Linked DNA regions of Anser cygnoides: region 2 is linked to region 1. A link is a contact called in public Hi-C data. All regions are on one chromosome and are shown on one strand. The core of a region is the stretch at or near the end of the contact, and the rest is flanking DNA. Distances in the headings are between cores, read along the strand shown.

Evidence for each region. A called contact is a pair of places that touch in the nucleus more often than the background predicts.
Region 2: a contact with region 1 is called in a Hi-C map of granulosa cells, with 1.7 times the contacts expected there. The contact joins the enhancer-like site here to the promoter of ASRGL1 in region 1. A contact is called at or near these places in 3 of 7 Hi-C or Micro-C datasets (granulosa cells and liver).

Annotation. Positions count from the first base shown.
Region 1 is chr3:91,078,046-91,081,731 of Taihu_goose_T2T_genome, forward strand. ASRGL1 (asparaginase and isoaspartyl peptidase 1) reads left to right here and starts at 2,436. Exons shown (of 7, transcript XM_048077456.2): 1 at 2,436-2,581; 2 at 3,594-3,686. The coding sequence starts at 3,654.
Region 2 is chr3:91,141,875-91,145,789 of Taihu_goose_T2T_genome, forward strand. All of the region lies in intron 3 of LOC106030372, which reads left to right. Among named protein-coding and RNA genes, the nearest start is that of TRNAE-UUC, 15 kb to the right of the region's middle. Within about 2 kb of position 2,522, at least 2 of the 3 cell types and tissues checked have open chromatin away from gene starts, as enhancers often do.

The DNA of each region.
Region 1 (3,686 bases), core at 1,186-3,685:
GTCCTTATTAAATAGGCTCTGTGGGAAAATTGAAGGTACAATTATAGTTGTATTTTAGTCATCTGAGATGCAGGGTAAGACCCAATGATCTTTAGCTGTACTTTCTCTTGCCATACATGTTGTGATCACTTGCTCCCCAGCTTCAGCCCTCTAGCACTTACTCACCTACTGTAATACATTCCCACCTCTTTCAAGTGTATCACGTTCAGCTTACAAGCAGGAAAGCTAATCTCCACCAGGCTGAGCATGCAAAGGAACTCACTTATTCTGTATATTTTTAAAGGTGCTTCTGTGGCAATTAAAATATGCAAAGCTCTCTTAAGAAAATTAGCAAGAATGAAGTCAATACATTTGTTTCTGCAGTAATTATTTAAAACTAACAGTTTACATAGTCTTAAAACAGATTCCTGATATAGAACACAATACATCGATTAAAAGAAACCCTAAATATTAGTTGCAAAATAAATACAAAAAATACTTTTCAGCAAGTTCTGTGGGGTATTAAGGCATTTCTTTATATAGAATGTCATTAACTTCTACGGAACTTTTTCATCAGCATACTTGCTTACACTGCCTAATTCATCTCTTCAATATTCAGTATTTTTCTAATTATACTGCTAAACATCCTATTCCTACAAAAATGTTTAAAAGACCACTATCTCCCAGTGAAATAGGCGGGAAGCAGTTCAGTGCTGACTTTTAAGGAATGAAGTATCAAACAATTGCCTTTACCTCACTGGCTACCCAGACATTTTTGGTGGCCCTCTCCCTCTGCTGTTCCAATGTTAATTTGGAAACTGATTGTGACTCAGTTAAAAAATAAATAAAAATGATTTGACCACTGCAGCAAAGAAGGTGGCTAAAGAAAGCTTAGGGTAGAAAACTGATGTAAAAGCAGAGTATGCCAGTTTTATCAGGTGACACGCTTGCTTTGTTGAATCATGACAATGTTAGACTAATATTAATATTTCAATTTAATGTTATTATATAAATTTTGTGTTCAGCTGTCCATGCAAGCAATTGAAGTAATTCTTCTAAAGTATTTCATTCAATTAGTATCAGTTTCCTGTTTTGACACTACCTCTGAAAGCAAGATAAAATATTCTATTAAAAAAGAGGTACTCTCAAATAATTCACATTCAAAATTTAAATTTCTCTTTGTTAATCCTATCAGTGACAATGAAAAACCATCCAGTGTAGTTCCTTTTAATTACACCATGCTAATTCATTTTAAACCAACGTTCAGAATCAAAACAGATCTTCAATTGAGTGACTGCACACTGCCATAAATCCTTGTTCTTCAGCACACTCACGTCAACTCAACTCCTTGTGTGTCCAGAGCAGGCTGCATTTACTGCTGTCCCCAGAACCTAGCGTGAAGCAAAAAAAAAAAGTAGAGAAAAGTGAAAAGGTGGTGAACTAAACAGAAATGGTGAAGCAAGGCAGCTGGCTGCTAGGCAGGTATAGAGTTTGCACAAATTCGGAGAAATTCTTGTTTATGTTTTTTTGCCACAAAGGTAAGAAACAATGGAAATTATTTTTTTTCCAATTAACTTTTTCAATGTGTTTTTCAAGTATTTTTCCTTTCCAGGAAGAATTTTTCTAGTAGCTCTTTTTATAGCAAGCAACTATGTGGTCTACCAGCAGCCTATTATTAAAAAAAAAAAAAAAAAAAAAAGGCAAACTTATTCCATGCCTTAGTTATCCATTTAGAATCTGAATGGATATATACAGAGTATTGTCATTTGGTCTCTTTCAGCTTGAAGACTCAGATTCCTTATGTCTCACTACACCTTCCAGTTTCAATTTACGTACACTTACGCAGTTTGTGTTTTGGGGATGAATAATCCCAGCTTGTTTAAAAGCGAGCAGAAGGCAGGGCGGATGTCATATATTGTTGGGTTTTGATTTGGGAAAGAGGTGTCATTTTTCTAATCTAACTTGAGGAGAAACCAAGCGGCGGTGAGTGATGAGGAAATTAAAGGTGGTGTAACATCTGATAGGAGAAGGCGCACCACCGAGAAGAAATAAAGGCGGTTATCGTCTCATCGTGGAACAAACTGGCTGGTCCTGCACAGGGCACATCACCGGACTCCAGGACGTGTCACCTGCTGGAAGAAGCCGTGCTCCCTGGCTGCTCCTTCTGATTTCTGTGGAAATGTCACCTCTGCACACCTGTGTGCAGGCATTTCTCCCTGGACACCACGCTTAGCCCTCTTCTGAGGCGGGGGTGAGGAAGGGACTGCTTATTTCCATCACCAGTGACACACTGGGCTGTGGGGACACAAATTTACCGAGCAGAGAGTCGGAACAACATCTCCGGCGTGGATACTTACACACATGCCCTTATTCTGTCAACACGCACACCACCGCCGCCGAGCCTCAAGCCCCGCTCGCCGGGCGCGCAGGGGGCAGAGGGCGGCAGCCATCTTAGCTGCGGGCAGCCCTCAGGCGGCGGGGGGCGCCACGTCGGGGAGGGAACCGCCCGCCCGCCGCCACCGCGCACGGCCCCGCGCCGGGGGACGGGACGGGTTGGGGGCTGCAGGGGGGGTCCGGCCCCTTTCTCTGGCTGTCCACAAGGGTGGGTGAGGCTGGATGAACGCGGAGAAGCCGGCGGCGGGCCCGGGGGGCGGCTCGGGGCGTGGGGGCGGCCGGGGAGAGCCCCCGCCGGGCTCCTCCCTTGTGGGCGGCAGGAGCCGGAGCCCCGCGCAGGGACGAGCGCGGCTGGCGGTGAAATAAAAACGCTTTCCAGGAGGAAGGCCTCGCGTACGGACTCCAGTGAAAATGAAGTTTTCTGCCCCGTCTGGCATTGCAGGGCCCAAATAGGGCGGACTGTGGGAGCTTTGGGGGCGCGGGCGGCCAGGCTAATGTCTAGAGGGTGTGCAGATACGGTGAGGGAAAAGCAGCTGGATTTCCTTTTCCACAACTTCTAAAAGTACTGGTCCTGGGAATATTTTAATGTGGAGGGTTTCCTCCCTTACTGTCCTAGCTTTTGGCAGGAGGTGAAGCTCTGTCTCCTTTGCGCCCCAGGAGGTGTAAGCGGTGCTGTTTTGCTCGTGGGAAGCAGCAATAAAAACAGTTAACCACCGGGTCCAAATGCTTTGTTTTGCTGCACAAAGTACAATGTTTTGCAAGAGGTCAGAGGTTTGGCATCTGGGCAGCAGAGTTAAGCTGCTAACTCGGGTCAGTGGCTTCATCTCTGGTTATATTATTGCGTTTGAAGAATGGGATCACTCATCTAACGAGCAGCTCACAGCACTGAGACGCTGATGCTTGTTTCTGTATCACTTCTAAAACAATAAGATCGCCAGACAGGCTTCGTGCTAAATCACGAGATTGTAGAGTACCTTTGCTTGAAAGGGGCCTCCAGAGGTCACCCAGCTCGAAGCAGAGCTGAGCTCAGAGGTGTGCCAAGTTGCCTGGGGGCTCCTCCAGTTGGAACTTGAATATCTCGTAGGAGCTCTTCGTGTGTGTGCGCAGCTTCCTGAGAGGTAAAAGCATTGAGCTCAAACTAAGCGTATCTTAACTTTTCTGCAGGACTCTTTCCTCGTGTAGAAGGGAACAAATGCTAAATGCTGTTCTTTCCAAAGCAGGCTGATTAAGAGCAACCTGTTGGCACAGCTGAAAACCTTGGAAAGAATTTGGCCTTCAGGATGAAGCCTGTCATCGTGGTGCACGGTGGAGCT
Region 2 (3,915 bases), core at 1,272-3,771, 64 kb after region 1:
ATATATATTATGTGTTGGTTTTTTTCTGCTATGATTTGTTTCAGCTCTCATTTTCAGTTTCCAGTCACCTTAAAGTTAATATTAATACAATATTTACATTTTGGAAGACAGGGTATATGTTTTCAAATCTTGTCTGGGAAATTACTTTTGCTGTAAATGTTGCTGAATTAATTAATTCTCTACCTTTTTAAAGAAGATGAAGATGTGATAGAAAACTGAACATCGTTCAGTCTTCTGTTTCACATTTATCATTTTCAAAATGGAGGGTCTTATTGTTTTAAAAATTAAAATCCGAACCTAATTTAACTTTCAACTTCATCTGCAGTTCCTGTTTTAGCATCTCTTGACATTACCACTGTGTTGGTGGGAGGTGTCGTGTTGCTGGGCTCTCAAACAAAGTTTCCTGGCACCAGAATGAGCGGCACCAGGACAGATTTTCTATTATGAAGAGGGTGTATATGTTATCATGCTTCTTAAATTTGTTTTTTTTTTTTTTTTGACCTCTGCTGAAATGGCTAACGGGTACAACAGAATTGTTTTTGATGCTGTTCTGCAGTGGCTTCAGTGCAGCTTGTGATGCCTGCCTGGGCTGTGAGCAGCCAAGTGTCCGTAGCTGCAACCTAGAAGAGAGAATAGGGTATTTCTAGCTGGAAATGTGTGTCAGGATAGGTGAGAAAGTAGGCATCGTTGCTTTTTCATCTCACCACAAGGCAAACACAGGCTCTCTGGTTATTTTGCATGACCTTCTAGCAAACAGCCCGTGTGGCCCTTGCTCTCTGGTTTGTGCTCAGTGCGTAGGCTAAAATTGGGATGTTGCTGAACCCCATGTAATGCGCCAGTTCTTCAGATAAGATCCATAGATTTTCAGCGCTGGTCAAAAATATCTCCAGAAAGGAAGTGCCCGAGCTGCTCACATCCCTTTCTTCTCCCTGTAATACTTGGCAGGCTTTCACTGAGCTTGGTCAGGAAGTTAATATGGTGTGGTAGTTGGAGAGGTCACTTCCATCGAGCAATCTGAAATACTAGCTGCTTGCTCTCATCTTCAGCCAGGAAGGCCACAGAGAGGACTGTAGGCAGTCACTTGAGTTTTATGTTTAATTTTTTTTTCCCTTTGGTGCTTCTAAGATTTCCTGGTGTTGTAAGAACTTGGAAAAGCAAACTAAGCTTTTCTCCACTGGATGGCTGGGTCTAGAAGGGATTTCTTGCGAATTGCTTTTTCTGAGAAGTAGCCCACTAATTTTTGTACCGGGGAGAAGCTGAGCTGTGGAGGTGAGTGGCACCAGTCCAGGTTAACACGGTGATTCATGGCCCTGACTAGGGCAACAGGATGCAATTTAGCAGCCTCTATGCGGGAGTAGGCATGGATTTTTTTTTAAAAACATTTTTTCCATTGCCAGGCCATTAATGTATGAAAAATCTTATGCCAGGGCCTGTCTCTGCCCTTATCTTCTGCTGCTGACCCTCGAGTTTCTCCCTGCTGCTCAGATACACCCTGAACGCCCGTGCTGCCTCTGAGTGGCAGCTGGGGCTGCCATAGACATCAGCTGGGTGACAGCACCGGGGGAGAGGGAGAAACAACAGCAACTGTGATGTGCATTTCTCGTATGCCTGCTTGCCTCCTATTGTAAGTTGACCTTATGATGTTACAAGTTTGAATCGTACGCAAAAAGCATGCTGAGAGCAGCTTTCTGCTACTTCCCTGGGTTAGTAGCTAAGAGACTGCAAACACTTCAATTACCAAGTGGACTGACCGGGTTTTCCAAAAGTTATAATTCTCATGAACTCCGTGAAGCTTAGAGTTTATATTTATATATCCTACTCCTGGATTATAGTTGTCTGTATTTATTTGTATAAGCATGGGGTACAGCATGTACTATTTGATGTACTATTTTTGATGCTCGCTGTATTGTTCCACTTCCTTAAAATAAATAAAATTAAAAATAGGCTAATATTTCACAGCAAGTTAAGTGGTGAAAGGTAGATGCTAATTAAGTATCATTGTCAAAGTGTATGTATGAAGAGCTACACGTGACACCGAATCCTTGTAAAATAAATACTTCAGCTACCCCTGTCTTCAGTTTGCCCAAACTTAGTGAAAATATTGTTTCAGCATAAAAAAAATAAAAATAAAAAAAATCCCCAAGCCACAGTAATAAAGCATTCCTTTATTTTATACTGGCACCACTTGGGCCTTGCATTTGTCTGTGTGTAAGGCAGCAAGAGGAGGAGAGGTGGGGATGGAAATAGAGAACTGTTGCTAAATTGGTACCTTTCAGTTCCTTTGTTCAGCATAAGATTTACTTTAACCACAGTAAAATAGATGTGGTTTTTAAAGAAGCCGCTGTTTGAAATGACTAAAAATGCATCAACATTTGACTAATGCACAATTTACTGCTTTTTCATGGATTTTTCTTCTTTTTTTTGCTTCAAACTTTTTTGTTGCACGGTATCAGACTCTATCGGTGACAGTGCCGTTTGTGTAAACACCGTCCGCGGGCTGGCTCCAGGGCTGTGTTTGTTCAGAGAGCTAGGCGGGAGACTCCCTTCCAACAGAGGAAATGGGCTGATGCGTATGAGCTCTCACTCGAGATTGTTCACATCCCCAAAAGCTGTATCCTCTGCAGGAAAAACGGGCTTGGATCCCTGCCACGGCGTGGCCGTGATGTTAATGAGTGGGAGAAGCCATGTGTTCGTCGCCTGCCGCAGCAGCAAGCTGCTAATTCAGGGAAGGGGTGAGGAAACAAAAAGTGGGGTCGGATGAAATTGAAATGTGACACTTAATCCTCTTCTAACTGCACGCGGCGTGCCGAGCGTTGTGTTGCAGGCGGTGGGGTGAGGGACGCGGAGCTATTGAGCGTACCTGAAATCTATGCAGCGGGAAGAACCAGATCAAGTGGGATCTGGATCCAAGCCTCGCTGCAAACACATTGTCTTTGCCAAACAGAAACCTCAGCTGGGTTTCTGTAGAACTGAAGCCCTGCTTGTTTTCATCCCGCAGCAACTGTTGTTTAATACAGATGAGCAACTTGATCTTCTTGGGTTGCTCACATACCATAGTGATGAGCCTCACCGAAATACTAATAAAGAAGTTTTAGACCTACAGCCTGTTTAGGAGAATATAAAATAAGTCCAGGTGAGTTTTGCTACGATCCTTATGTTAAAGTAGGGAGTTGAAATCCTTTTCTGTTTAAGGGTTGCTGCTTCAAGTGATACCTATTGCTGCTCTTAACTTTCATTGGTCTTACTAGTTTGGCAGCCCGAGCCTAAAATGAGAGTTGCTTTTACTGTCAAGTTGAATGATTTCATAAGCAGTCGGCTTGGTGTTAAACGTGACCATCCCTGTGTGCATTTTGGACGCAGGGTGGTCTCTGTGAGCTCCCTGGTGCGGCCATGGGTGGCAGCGGCAGGGCGATGGCGGTGGGCCCGGCGAGCCAGGGGTGCCAGAGGCCTCTCGCACAAGGACTATGAAGGGAGGCTCTGGAGCACTACCTCACGCTTCTGTTCAGATGCAGGGTTGAGGAAAAGCACAAATGCAGCTTGATAGAAACTAACGTGGGGGGCAGAGGCTGGCATCGTGTGGTGACTGGAGGTGGAGCAGGGGGAAAGATGAGCATGGACCGTGACAGGCCTAGACCATGGCAGTAGTTGCTGTTAGTTTCAGTGAGAAGGGGTAGCTGTAAGAGGGTATAAAGGACACTTCTCAGTGACTTCTCAGGCTTTTTTTACTGGCAGGAGCGTTCCGAATGTGTTACAGTCACAGCAAGACTTTTGCCTTTCCTTAATTTAGAGAGTATTGCGTAAAAGTGAATCTGGAAGAGGAAGAGACCCTGGATGAGGCAGAAATGTCAGGAGCAGCTGAAAGGGCTGCAATTGAGCTTTTGTGCGTAAGGAATCTGCGAGACTGGGTGGTTGGCT